Linked DNA regions of Gasterosteus aculeatus: region 1 is linked to region 2. The links are chromatin contacts, called in public Hi-C maps. All regions are on one chromosome and are shown on one strand. The core of a region is the stretch at or near the end of the contact, and the rest is flanking DNA. Distances in the headings are between cores, read along the strand shown. Region 1 overlaps camkk1a (calcium/calmodulin-dependent protein kinase kinase 1, alpha a). Region 2 holds the start of camkk1a (calcium/calmodulin-dependent protein kinase kinase 1, alpha a).

The links. A called contact is a pair of places that touch in the nucleus more often than the background predicts.
Region 1: a contact with region 2 is called in a Hi-C map of tail fin, with 5 times the contacts expected there. The contact joins the enhancer-like site here to the promoter of camkk1a in region 2. A contact is called at or near these places in 5 of 6 Hi-C or Micro-C datasets (liver, skeletal muscle, tail fin and 1 more).

What each region holds. Positions count from the first base shown.
Region 1 is chr7:17,959,896-17,967,246 of fGasAcu3.hap1.1, reverse strand. camkk1a (calcium/calmodulin-dependent protein kinase kinase 1, alpha a) reads right to left here. Exons shown (of 16, transcript XM_040181156.2): 10 at 6,882-7,081; 11 at 5,941-5,994; 12 at 5,706-5,779; 13 at 4,366-4,453; 14 at 2,851-2,979; 15 at 1,945-2,048; 16 at 1-568. The coding sequence ends at 496. Among protein-coding and RNA genes, the nearest start is that of p2rx1, 17 kb to the left of the region's middle. Within about 2 kb of position 1,541, at least 3 of the 9 cell types and tissues checked have open chromatin away from gene starts, as enhancers often do.
Region 2 is chr7:17,928,097-17,935,381 of fGasAcu3.hap1.1, reverse strand. camkk1a (calcium/calmodulin-dependent protein kinase kinase 1, alpha a) reads right to left here and starts at 5,189. Exons shown (of 16, transcript XM_040181156.2): 1 at 4,730-5,189.

The sequences.
Region 1 (7,351 bases), core at 292-2,791, 36 kb before region 2:
GACATTTATGTGCAATATCAACCCCCCCGTGGTGTACTGAACAGATAATAGTTTAATTAACATGCTGTGGTTTGTGATGGGCCACGCTCTTTCTGGCCGGCTCTGACTGGGACAGCTGGCACGAAGCAGTCAGATGATGAGGCCCGACTGGTCATTCATGCAGAAATATCAAAAGAAATAAATATCTGAGCTCCAGAGTGTTGGAGCATTGCAGTGTAATGCCCGCTGCAGAGTTCCTCTTCTTGGTTCACTGATGCCAGTCACATCAGTAAAGGGTTGCGCTGCGAATACTGTGGATCCAACTCAGCGGACAAGTGGGGAGTAAGATGGGGAGAGGGCAGGGACGCTAAAAGATGCCGAGCAGAGTTGGAGCGTAAACAAAAGCCATGAAGCGGGTCTTCCAAACCATCAGTCTGTCCAGCGTCATTGATTTGATTAACAGGTGGATGGAAGGGGGGACACACGGGTAAAGGGGACAAAACTCTGTGGGAGGTCTCATGAGGCGGGCTCGTCTTCGTGCAGGTCCTCCAGCTCTCCGTCTCTGGGTCCGTCTCCCGTGCTGCTCTTTCTGCAACAAGTAAGAGGTGGCGGTCAAAAAGAGCACACGCAGAGATCTAAACCACTGTACTAGACACTGTGCTTCGTCTCTCCACAAGCAGCGAAACCAGGGAAGCGTTTTTGTCACATGATGAATGTTAAAGGCAGCCTTAAATGACAGCAGCAGGGAGACGAGGGAGCTGGGGAAGGCTAGGCTGCTCCATCACTTGTCATGACGGGAATGAGCGAGAGCAGAGGAGTCTAAGATGATGATCATGATGATGATGCTGCTGCTGCTGCTGCTGCTGGCTGGTAGATGTTGGACAGACAGCGTGTCGGACCATGCTGCACAATGTGTTACCTGAGGGAGGGGTGCAGTTTTAAAGAGGGCCGGAAGGGCCAAGAGTCCCTGCAGCAAAGTGGGAGAAAAGATGGGTGGAAAAAAAAAGGGTCACAGGTGAGAGGGCAAAGGTCACCTCAGTGTGTGTGTGTGTGTGTGTGTGTGGGGGGGGGGTGTTAAAGGTCACATACGTCACCTCCTCAACCTGTAAATGCTTCCTGTATCTGTGGCTTTGATATTTGTGAAAAAATGACTCAAATATTTTAGGATTTTGAGCGCTAAGGTTAAAAAAAAATCAAACCTTTTTTTTAAACAGCATCCCATCAATCTCCCAATCCGGGTCAAAATGATGGTGGTTAAACAGATTACATAAAGCTACGTGTGAGCCATGAGTGTTCCAGGTCTTTCTTGATAGTTCTCCTATTAAATCCGTACAATTTATAATTCATGGTGACATGAAGCTGGACAATCACTAACTATGAGCTAATGGACAGATGGGCTAAATACTTCAGATGAGTCTAATTTATAAGATGAAAGCCCTGTTTTTTTCCCCCCCACAGTCCCCAGCAGGGGGCAGTGTTGTCTCAAACTTCCTTCATATGCTCTGGAAACACCTTCACCTCGGATGGCAGCGCTCTGAATGTCTACAATCTAATAGGGAAAACCTCGGCCTCTAGCAAAAGGGAGATGGGAGCCTGTCTGCAGATCACATCACATCAGATTACTCTGCTACGGATGCTTCAGCTCGGCTCTTGGCCGCACTGCTTATGTCGGGATTGCAGGAGCAGTTCACACGATTGCCCATTTCCCCCCCCCCAGTGATCTCAATCCACGTTCTCACTCAGAGCTGGAAGCAACACACAAAAGAAACACGTATAAAAGCTGGAAGCTCCGCTGCATACAATGAAAGAATGAAGGATGGTGCTATGGCAAAGCAGCAGCTGCTGCTGCCGATGTCAGAGTCTCTAGTAATCTCTGCAATAAGCAAGAGCCTCGTGTTGTTGCGTTTCTCCGTCTTCACGGATGAGATGTACAGTTATTGAGAGCCAGAGGGCGCGTGTGCTTACATGAGCAGGCTGCCGGGCGCAGACATAGACCTCTCCTCTCTCCTGCTGGGACACTCAAAGGGGTTGCTGAAGGATCGCTTCCTTAGCATGGCTCTCACCAAGATCTGAAACATTCACAGGCACAGGACGGCTGCAATGACGTGCCAAAGCTCGCTGTGGCTCTGCACAAAATAAAGTATTCATCGAAGGAAGTGCACACAGAGGGTTGAAGCAGACCAGAATGTCTCAGATAAGTCCATTCTTGTTACGTTTACAACGTTTTTTTTTTTTTTTTTTTGTTATGTACAAGAAAAATATTTTTCAGGATTATCTCCATCAGTCATATGCTCATATTGTTTGTTGTTGTACTTTTCTGGAATATTTTAATGGTCATAACTTCATATAAGACCCTATAGGAGAATCAATGTGAGAATGTTCCGACCTCTTCGGCGGCTTGGAAAGTCCATCTACAGGATGCTATAAAGCCAATGGTATAAATCATTTTCAAATGTGCCCTTTATTAGTCACCGATATGCTGTCAGTGCCTATTAATGCAACCATGTGAGCTTGTTTCCCAATAGAACATTTATGGAACCAGCCGATCGAAGATCTTGAATCCCCCATTTGGGGAATTTGTTTCTTTAATATTGGTATTCAGGTTTGAATCAATGGCTTTAATGGCAGTCAAATATTACAAAAGCTACAGGAATACGCACCATTCAAACTGGGGCATCAACTGTTTTTTTTTGTGAACCAGCCTGCACTGCACTGTGAGTAAATCACTACGTCGCTGTGCTTTGTCACCATCGCGGTAAACGGAGGACTGCAGCTGGTAGGGAGCAGCCTCTCTTCCCCTCTCTTGGAAACGATGCGCATCTATTTGACACAAAAGCCCCCCGCCAAGGGAGGACGCGCAGGGCTCCTTACCACGGCCGAGAGGCTGGGGACAAACTTTACGGAGTTCTGGATGTCCTCCTCAGTCACCTCCACCGCAGAGCAGTGCTCCTCCTCCAGGGGCAAGGGGTCTGTGCCTAACTGGGTCACCCACTGGTCCATCTAACACACAAACACATCTATAATGCACAGAAGTTTGCAACATCTTTACAGGAATTCAGCCTCTCAGGTTTAACAGAGTACATTGTTGTAAACGGACTCATGTATAACGTATATTTTTCTGCAAAGATTCATTACTATTTTCCATCCTAGATTGGTCATGTGATCATTCGGTTCATTGGGATCGATGCAAAATAGATGAGTTTCCATAATGATATCAGTGTTATGAGTGCTGCAGGAATGTCACATTTTTGTTTCCTATCCAAAAAGCAGCGGATTTATATTTTGTATATTCATAATACTTACATTTTTTGTAAAATAATATCCACAAATTAATACGGCATCTTTCATTTTTGAAGCACAAATCAAAGCAGCAGAAGTAAAAAGCATAAAAACGCATTGGTAGACTTTTTTTAAATGCGTTTTACCAAAAAAACATTGAAACGCCAGTCCACTTTAAGATGGGGGAAGCACTCGACGGCTGCAGCACTCAATGGCTAACTGGTTTTCCATCACTGGCAGAATCAATATTTCATTGTTTTTGTTGACAATAAGAAACAAGTTTCCCTTAAAAACATTCATACAGATGCTCTAAAGTCCACGTTGGGAAGCTCATTGGGCATCCAAAAAGGAAAAAAAAAAGCGAAAGCTAGTATTCAAACTAAAAACACAATTATTCAGTAATCAGTCCTCGAGTACCGGAGTTCACTTCACTCCATTAATGTCACGTTTGAAAGCTCCCACAATCAAGAAATATCAGAGTAGATCTTTCACCATTGAAATCAGTGAGCAGTGGAAAAGTAAAAAACATATTAAGGCAGTATACTCATATTAATGGGTCACTTTCATAAAGCAACTGGAAATTAGTTTTTTCCATAACTTTAAAAAAATTAAATCATGTAACAAGCGGTGTATTTTTATGTAAATATATACACCGTCTAGCACAGGGGCTGAACATGTTTAGCTTTACATTCAATTTAAGCATTATGCAATTTTTCGATATACATCATTTTATTATTTAAGTAATAAGGGGCATTTAGCAACTTTTGACAAAGAAGCAATGTGTGCCTGTACGTGCACCATGTTGTGCATACTGCCTAATTATCTCCTGTTCCATAAACACAAAACAGCGTCTCTGGTGAGAAGGTGACTCACTGACGCATGTTTGGCTCGCGTCATGGGAACACCGTGGGGATCGGTCCTGACTGGTCCTGGACCTCCCCCCTGTATTGGTGACTCAGTGTTAATCTTTTTTAACCCTCGTGGAACAGAGAGAGGCCTTTTGGGTCCATCACAGGAAATTGGGTCTGGGAATTAACAATGACGTCCTCGCTATAATTGTGCTCAAGGTAGCTTCCCGTTAACCTGGACGATCTTCTGCGCGGATACCTTGATCTCAGGGATGGTGATCCTAGTGTCTGGGTTCTTGTCCAGCATCCGCAAGATCAGGCTCCGCAGCTCCTCACTGATCTCTGGCCTGCACGACGCACAGAACACGGATTTAAGAATGGAGTTGTTGATGGAGAAAAACATCGAAGCAAGCAGAGAAGTTAGCAACAGAACAGGTAGCTAAAGGGAACGCTGAAACTGTTGAAATAATTAGTTAAAACCAAGGGATGAACAGCTGGAACAGTGAGTTAATAATAACGCAGAAGATGTAAAAAGGTAAACATAGGTAACACAAAAAAAAGTAATAAGCTAATACAAATGGATAAATAATTGAAATAGTTAACAGCATAAACTTAATAATTAGATAAAACTAATGGAATAATGGTGAAAAGGGTTTAATTATATAACTGAAAGTAACAGTTAAAATAGATGAAAGTAATACAAGCCGGTGCTCTAAAATTAAAAAAATTGACCTAAAACCGGTCTACTAACAATAACTCCATCATCACCACTAACACTGCTAAAATACCTATCATTAGTATGGATGATAGGAATATAGGTTGTCAGTAAAATGGGTTAATGTGAGCTACAGTATAAAGACCCTCAGTACTGCTGCTTACTGCCACTGATCAGTACAGCGGGGAGAGGATTCCATGAGGTGATGAGACACTCGTTGGGGTTTGTTCATTAAGCATGAACACTTCTGAGTCCACTGGGAGAAGACGCTTAACCCTGACAACATGACACCCCGTCCTTACACACCATTACATTACATGTCATTTAGCTGACGCCTTTATCCAAAGCGACTTACAATAAAGTACCACAGGAATGTTCAGAAGAGCAAGAAACAAGAAAGTGCAATTTCCTCAAATAAGCCAATTTACTATAGATAAGTGGCATTATAAGTACAATATAAGTGCTACAATTTGTCAGTCTTTTAGTCGAGGTAGAGTCTGAAGAGGTGTGTCTTTAGTTTGCGGCGGAAGATGGGAAGGCTCTCCCCCTCAGTCTGACGCACACTGTCACAGTCTAGCTTTATGCACTCAAGAAATTGCCTCGATGTCGACATTTCAGACAAAGTGAAGATACTGGCGGGAAACCACATTTGCTTTTTCAATGCTTTGTTTGATCATTAAAAAGGGGACGTTTACCGTGTGCCATACTGTCTGCTACGCCAGTTTGTGCAGATGCAGATTTGAAACGGCGGGAAAAGAGATGCAGTTGAAAAGATAAACAAGCGAAGGCGGCGATTACTGCTGTGGACACGAGGTGGCTGGGACCACGCTGCGGTCTCTGTTAATAAAGTGGAGGAGCGTCAAGGACGCAGGGGATGGACTTACATTTCTGGGAAATCCACAAGCCCGGTCCTTATCTTGTTGTGCAAAGCCAATATGAACTCGTCAATAAATGGGCACTGCAGGGGGAGAAGAGGAAAGACAAGTGAGAAAGACAAGGCAGAAAAAGAAATGAAAAGATGGCTAGACTAGACAGCTGTTTATAAGTATGCAGGGATCCTCTTTCTCAGGCTTTGCTGCTACCTTTGGTGGACCAGATGAAAGAACTGTGCAGACTTGCCTTCCCAAAGACGAAACAGTAGAGGGTGACCCCCATGGCCCACACGTCCAGTGCCTTCAAGAAACGGCCCACAGTGACATGGATTGCAACATTACGGCAAACAGAATGAAAAACATACCTATAGCAATCAACAGATCTTACTGCACAGACAAAAAGTCAACCTAAATCAATTCATGGGAAATGTTAAGGTCGTGTGAGAGAGAGAGAGAGACAGACAAAGATGAATAGCTCTCCTAGGAATGCATTTCTGTTCCTTGAAAGATATGAAATTATAAAGCCAGCTCTCTGAGCCTGCGTTATCTATCACACAGCCACAGACATTTGTTATCAGGCAAGCTGCTGTGGGACTGGTATGTTGTTATGACCTGATGGGCTACCGGGACTGACAAACTGCGTTGAAGTGACACATTGGTGTCCAGATATTCCATATTTCACTGCCAATTTCAACCAAAAATGTTGGTGCTTCAATGGACAAAAAGCTCTCTGGAGCATGGCATGTAAAACTCAAAATCAGGAGAAATGCGAGACTCATAGGAAGATAAAACTGCACAGATTTGTAAAGGCACTTACACCACTCTGACCTCCTTTCTGCAATCAAAGAATATTTTCTGCTAGATTTGCAAATAATTCATCTGGGAGGCACTTGGAAATCAAGGCCAGCGTTGGCGGATTCTCCTTGACAAACCTGATCGTCGCTTCACTGTAAAAGTTGAAACCGTTTAACGATGTGAAACATTCGTGAATCAATGTGACGTTTGAAACACCATTTCTTGATTCTAGCAAAAATCCCCTGGTTTCCTTGTTATTAGTAGGAGCTAACACACTGACAATGCTCATCTTGGTTTTAATGCTTCTCATTTTCCAGTCGGGGCGACACCACCAGCCGCTGCAATCCCGTGTCTTCAGACTCACGCTCACCAAACGTATGGGAGTCCACTCACTTTTCCGCTGAAGCTCTTCCGCGCGTCTGACAGGGTCTCCGGTGCCATAAATGCAGGGGTCCCAGCGGTGCTCGACAGCATAGCGTCGTTGCCCTCAAACTGGTTGCTAACCCCAAAGTCGGCTATCTTCACATGGCCATCGTCCCCCAGTAGCAGGTTAGAAGGCTTGATGTCTCTGTGGACAATCTTCTGGTAGTGCACTGGAGGTGGGAGGAATTAAACAGTCAGGAAAATGACATGTAGAGAAAAAAAAAAACATTTCGTAGTTGAAAGTCACTAGAAGTCTGGTCGTCAGTTTTGAAGAAACACATTGCATCTGACTGACCGCTACCAATCTACTGCGCCCATATTTAATGTGTTCAATATGGACATGCACAGAAAAAAAAAAAAAAAAAAGTTTAATCCACACTTCTATATAGTGCAAAAATATCTGGCACATAAACGTTAATAAACTGCTGCTTTAACCATTG
Region 2 (7,285 bases), core at 3,940-6,439:
CACGGCCCCCGTCGCTAAAGCTAAAATGCTTTTTCTCACACACACACACACACACACACACACACACACACACACACACACACACACACACACACACACACACACACACACACACACACACACACACACACACACACACACACACACACACACACACACACACACACACATTGCAGAACGTTCAGTTAATCAGGTCAAGTGAAGGACACTTGAGGTAACCGCTACCACGCTCCCTACTGGAGTTAAAAAAAACAACGCATTTGTTCAACGAGCACAAACATGTAAACAAAAGTGAAACCTAATTCAAATCAGCTTTATCTGTAATCTCTCATCCAACAGGCTGAAACAGAAGCGGTCTGCAGTCTTTTTCTTTGAAACGATTGTAAATGTGTCTGCTGGTTGAGACGAAGCATTCAGGAAAACCTCAGACAGACAGATACTGTCAGACGTCTGTTCATTCCTTACATTTTTTATTTTGTTGACATTTTGTATTTGTTTCTAGTGAGATAATGAGTTTATAAAAAGAGACTTTACTGTCGTAAAGATGACTCCTGCTGAATAGATTTATTTGTCTACTTTATTACTTCTTGGGGCTGCGGTCCTGCAGACATAAATTGGTGTAGGTTCCCAGCGGGCGTTTCATTCACGCTGATGTCAGTAACTCACAAACTGGCTAACGAGAACAGGGAGAAAGTGCTCGGATGAGGCGAAATCCCAGATCCGAGCCCCCCCCCCCAGATTCCTTGTTGGCCGTGGTGTGAATAACGAGGGCTACTGTGAAGAAGGGATTGTTGGGCCTGGCACAGCTCCACAAAATAAGGACCATGTCTCTGGCCTCTACGAGCACCAGGAAATATTGGACTCCCAATTATGTTTCTATTAACGTGTGACATTTGAATGAGATCTGGAATAGTGGTACGAGAGGTACCATTCCATTAGAGCAGGGTTCCCATCCCACAGTGACCTTCTGTCCGTAACAAGTATTTTAACACGACCATGAGTCGTGTTTGGTGGGACGTAGAGTAGCAACAGCGAGGCGCTTTGCTGAATGCTTAAATTCATCACAGGCCGTAACAATAACAATGCTGACAGGCCGGTGCTAACCAAGCTAGTGTGACAATATATTCTGATGTGATGTATGCAACAATGCCGTTAAAATGTTTGGAATAAGTTGTATTTTTTTTCTTTCCTTTAATAATGGTAGGTGATTTAAACATCCATTTAGTGTTGCATGACCGGGGATTCAGAATTGGTTTTCCACTCCAGAAAAGCTGGTGTGCTGCCATCATTATTGATCCACAATGGCGCAATTGGCCTCTAAATATTGATTGAATTGTTTTCATCGCAGATTGGTCTTTGGGCTGTGTGCAGTACACCAACAGGTTAGTTTTAATAGTTGGTCATCTGTGTTACGTAACCCACCCAACACAACTCTGAAAAAACTGCTTTGCTAAAGCCGCACGGTGGCTATTTAAAAACATCCATTATATTACACTTGCCACTGAAACTGGAAGCGGTTCACATTTAAAGTCTGAACACACTTTGATGGCATTCATACACAGATCAAGTGTTGCTTATGAGCGGCCTTTGTCTCTCTGAGCCCATTCTCTATAACCATTGTACAGCATTTTGTTCTCGATGTAGACCCCCTGCATGGAGACTAAATGACATCCCCTTGAAAAGGAAACGTTCTACAACCCACAGGACAACAAAAACAGGGACAAGATGTTTGAAACATCGGACTGTACCAAATTTATATTTTGAACTTATTCAATATTCTTTCAGGTCGTAGAAACAAAAATGTGTTTTACAGTATGCCTGAAGTTAGGAAATGAATGTGACTACAGCTGCTGTAAATCATAATAAAAAGGTAGTGAGCAGTTTCTGTCCCCTCAAGAAACTTTAGCTTTGTGTTTACGGAGTTCATTAACATACTCTGCTCGGACTAAAATCAGTCATTTCCTGTTAAACAGTTGTTTCCCCAGTAAAGACTAGTTGCAAAAGTGAAACCCGGTGGGGCATGACTGACACGTATGACAATAACAATGTCTGAGCAACATTTCATGTCAACAAGTCCAATCATTATTTTGGTCTGGACCACAGTGGTAGACTTGCAGAGCAACATTGCAACACAAAAATCCGAAATCTCTTGACTTGTTTTAATCCATAGCATGGGTGAAGCCTCCAAAACACTGGGCTAATATTCCCTTTTTTATGGTGTTAAGATGGGTAAATGTCTTTGGATGCGGGCGGCGCCCCGCGGTTATAATGGTAGGGCTCACCCGAATGGTGCAGTGAGGGATTCTGCAATACACAGAAATATTTGCAGTATGAAAATTCCTCCACAAATAATGACAAGCATTACAAATTATTCTGAACCAGCAACTCAGACGAAAAGCTTTGTATTAAAGCATCGGGGAAAGAACACCGGAGCAATTCCACAAACACACCTGGAGACCCTCTGGGAATTGAAGGCTCAGCGCACAGAGGAAGAGGTGGACGGTCGACGGTACCGGTTTGTACCAGATGTAATATCAAAGACGTCAAATGAAGAGCTCATCGCTGTGGATGCCACGAGACAGAGCGCCTTAACACCCCAGTTTGGAAAAAGACGGTTCAGTTGATTATTACAAGTGGTCCTACAACGCTTGAAGGGAACGTTTAAAGAGTTTCTTTATATATATATATATATATATATATAGGGTTTTTTTTAAAAAGGTATTTGCAGCTGAATTCAATGCTCTAAATACTGCATGCACACCTGTACATCCAGAGGTTCCACACTGAACAAATATAAGGATGTCGTCAATTGGCTATAAAAGAAAAAGCACTTCTTTCTGATTGAATTTGGCTCTACAGCGAGGTAGTGGTCCTGGTGTAAGGAGCGGAAACCGAAACGCTGTTGCGAGAAGAAGCGTTCAGCTCAGAGCAGTCGGCGAGCAGAGACGCTGTCGGTTTGTTTTCTAGCTGCCTGACATAATACGGGTGGATGACATCCAGGCCTCAGTGTTAAAATGGTTTGACATTTATTAAAGACTCTGGTAAGAACATAAACCTATACACATTCACGTAAAGATATAGACACACACACAATGCCCATTTACCTCGCTCGCCTCGTCAAGTGATTTCCCAGAGGGGCTGAGCGAGCCGCGAGCTGCTCCCACGTTCCCTTTTTCCAGGAGCTGGATCGCAGCACCGATGCGATCGCGGACGGCCACGCGAAGAAGAGGTACAGCCGTCAGCACACTCGGCAACGAAAAGTGGGCAGAGAAGCAGAAGTAATGCCAGAGTGGCTCATTTACGCCACGCAAACCGGTAAAGATGCAAACATGAGTCAAAATGACTGGAGACCCTTCTGTTCAGTGGGATTGCACCTGCTTCCTTAAAAGACAAATAAATATATATATATATATATATATATATATATATATATATATATATGCTTGGCAAGTTTCTGGGAACACTTTGTTGTCTGTTCTTTACACACATAACCGGGTAAACCACAATTATGCCGCAAGATTTCAGCAACTGCGCTGGTACAACAGGAACGAATGCCAAGCAGCAACATGGTCCTGAGCCGCAAGGACGCAGAAGCATTTAAATCTCGCTTAAAGTGCTGACAGTAGCTCATAAGGCCGCGTGTCCCTTTTCTGCTTTTAGTGCTCGTAAAGTTGAACACAAAACCGAATGGAAGTACGCGTGAGGGGAAGTTAAAGAATTCAGCAACAACACACACACACACACACACACACACACACACACACACACGTCAGTCAAATAGCAGTGGGTGAAGAGAGTTAAATGGATTTATTGTCCATCACGCAGACTCCCTGCTTGAGATCGGGAACAAAGAGGAGAGTTATTCGTTGCATGTCATTTATGTACTTTCCCTTTCTTCTTCATCAAAAAATGTGCAATACTGGAGAGCTGCTTTCTTTTCAAGTCGTCCTTGAATTAAATTCAATGAAAAGCCATTCAGCCCCGCGCCTCATGGATGAGGGATTAAACCATTTGTGAACAGGTTAAAATGAGCACCACTTGAGGCCGACGTGGGGAAGCCATGGCTTGTTTAAATTAGACACAAAGTCCTTTCAGAGCGGTGAAAGCTTCTTCCGGTTTTTGGGGACATTAAAAACAAAACAAACCCTGGGTGACTTTCTGCTACCACAGAATTTCACAAAATACAATAAAAACAACCCACCAAGTTTACAGGTATTAGCACCATCATGTCAGGTTACAATATAAACTCTTCAAATTCATAAATGTTGAAGTAGGCATATCTGTATACATGCATGAATCGCGTTCTCCTTTGTTGGCATCACTGCATGTATACAAATGATGGTAGTAGTTAATGTTTTTATAGTTAATATCGGTCAAAGCACACATCCCTGTCCGCCGCTGGACTCGTAGACACTAGAAGACATTATAGGAGGACGTCTCGAGGCAAGGAAAGAGGTCCCCGGTTTGTAAAGCACGGCGGGGTGTGAGGATGCAGCAGGTGCACGACACACATGGATGGCACATTATCGCGCGCGCGTGTGTGTTAAGCGGAAAAACATTTGTTTTATTTAAATCCCGTGCAGGTGCAGAGGAGTCACTATATCCTCATGCGCTCCGATGAACAGTTCACTGAATAACAATGAACACGCGGCCATGAAACGCGCGCTGTACGAGCTGCACTTCCCCTTCATATATACACACGGCGGCGCATCCTTAAAGTTTCACTCACCGGGGTTGGGAGTCCCTCAAACGCGGCGGTTCCAGCCCAGAGGGGACGTCCCGGTTCGGACGCGCGAGCGCCTCTTCGTTCCTCTACCTACGGTTGTCTGAACGGGGAGGCTTCTGCGCGAGAGGAGCGACGGGAATCAGCTGCTGGCCTGTGATGTGTCCCATGTGTCGCACCCCTCTCTTCCGGGGGAGGGAGGGTGGGGGGGGGAAACACGGACGGACCGGCAGACACTCCACCCGCCGCTGGTGTGTGTGCGGAGGAGCCGCAGAGCGAAGACAGACACCCAACGGCTGAATGTTTGCACACCGCCCCGAACAGCTGTCTGTAGTTGGACCACTGCAATGTGCCCCGGTAGAGGAGGAGGAGGAGGAGGGGGGCTGGTCACACGCACGCTCACTGGGAAGCACGTCGCGAGCACCCGGTTAAACCCAACTTTTATTATTCGACAACAAATGAATCCACGGGTCCTAAGTCCCGCCCTGTTCCCGCCGGCACGCCGTGCCTTTACTCCCACCGCACCACCCCCGTTTCTGATTGACAGGAGAAGATGTACTGCATCTCGGCTGATGGAAATAACATATTATTATTACTATATTTCTGCGGGCCCCGCACACGGAAATATCCGTACTGCTCTTTCGTTAGACGTAAGGATTGAACATGCAGTGGATGAATTGATAGCGGGGAAAAGCAGATAGCGCCCCTGCTGGCCGTGTTTTCTGTTATTTCTCAATTGAGACGACTCAAACGGACGTCTCAGTAATTGGTGACAAGCACAGCGGTCATCCGTTGCGGATCTGAACGGTGTAATTACTGCCTCCACTATAGCTGACTCAACATGATGGGCAGTAGATTCATCAACACTGGCCATCGCAATTAATTGCCTCAGCAGTAGATTCATCTGTTATTTCCCTCAAAGGGAAATTATTTTCCTGCCCTGCCCACACAGATGGTGGAGATTAAGAAGAAATAGGCATAACGTTAATTGTATTATTCTATTTGAGAGTAGGCCTACGCAACTTTTTTTGTGTCAAAGAACCCCGACTGATATTTGCAAAATATGCATTATTTGCTTGGAATCACGATTTGTTTTGTATCTCTTAACTTAAACTTTAAGTTGAATGGTAAATTCGCAAGAAATAAAAAGTAGTGCCATTTGTAGTATTTCCTATTGAAAAGGCAAAGACTTCATCCATCATGTTAATTTGGGGTGGGTTTTAGAATAGTCAGTAGGGGTTAAAAAACAAAGGTGTCCATTTTCACAAACAACAAAAACTAAATACACAATTCCGAAATGTGCAATGAATAAATATCTTGTGCTTTTCATACATATATGTAAAGTAAAATCTCTATTTGATCATGTGTGCTGTCATAACAAGTGACTATAGCGTGTACTAGGGCACTTAACACAACTGTACACAAATCAAAAATAGTGACATTTTAATGGTGGTTCTTTGTTTATTTACCAAATCTTACTGTGCATTTTTATATTTCCAAAACATCATATTATTGTGCTCTATGTTTTAAAATCACCTGCCAATCCTGTATACGTGGCAATAAACAGTTTGATTGTTATCATTCCTGAAGTACCGTGTTCAGGTGATGTAGCCGTTCACACTGTTGAAACCTGTTGGACTGGTGGGAAATAAAATGTAAATATTTACTGCAGTCTCCTGTTGCATAGAGTTTCCCCACTATTCAACCATATGGTCTGCACAAGCAAATGGTCGAGACCAGTTAATATGGTTTGCCATGGAGTGCAGTCCACGGTTGAACACTTAAAGGGAATTCTTTCTCAACATAAAACATATTGTACTGTAAATGAGCCATGTGTAAACTTGTGTAAGGCAGCTGCTTATCTCGGCTGTACGGCGAGTTTAAACATTCATTGAAAACAGGAGCACTGTGTTGGTGCATGCAGTGAATGTTTTTAACATTTCAGGCCAGTGTCTCTTTAAATAAAATACTTTTCATAATCTCTCAACTAATCTCCCAAATCCCCCCCCCCCCCCCCCCCTTCTGAATGTGTGTGTTCACTTTGTAAGAAACACCATCGATATTTCTCACTATAACGGTACAATTTTGAATAGTTTAACTGACACAATGTATTTGCTCAAGCTTTAGACTGGAAGCAGTGGTGAAGGAAGTATTCAGATCCTTTAATCAAATAAAAGTACTACCATGTTGAGAAAAAGATACATTGGAATCTTACTTCACCAAAAGTAAGTAGATGTGTGGTATTTGGATTAAGTTGAGCAAAGTTTTTTTATCAATGCTTTGTATCTTAAATTAAAATGGATTATTTGAGCTATTCCATCAATCAAATTATTGTTTTTGTTTTGCATTGTTGTACTTGTGGACTAACTAGTGACTGCGCTGCAGTAGAAACCAAATACAGTATGAATGTGGAAGTACAGGGTAGTCGAGTCACTAACACGTCCATGAGACAGTGGCAGTCTTTGAGAGAAGGCAACTTCCTCTTCCCTGAAGCCGCCGTAGAGGAAATCATTCTCAGGTTTGTTAGTGTCTTGGTAACAGCTTCAGGCTCTCGGCACAAAG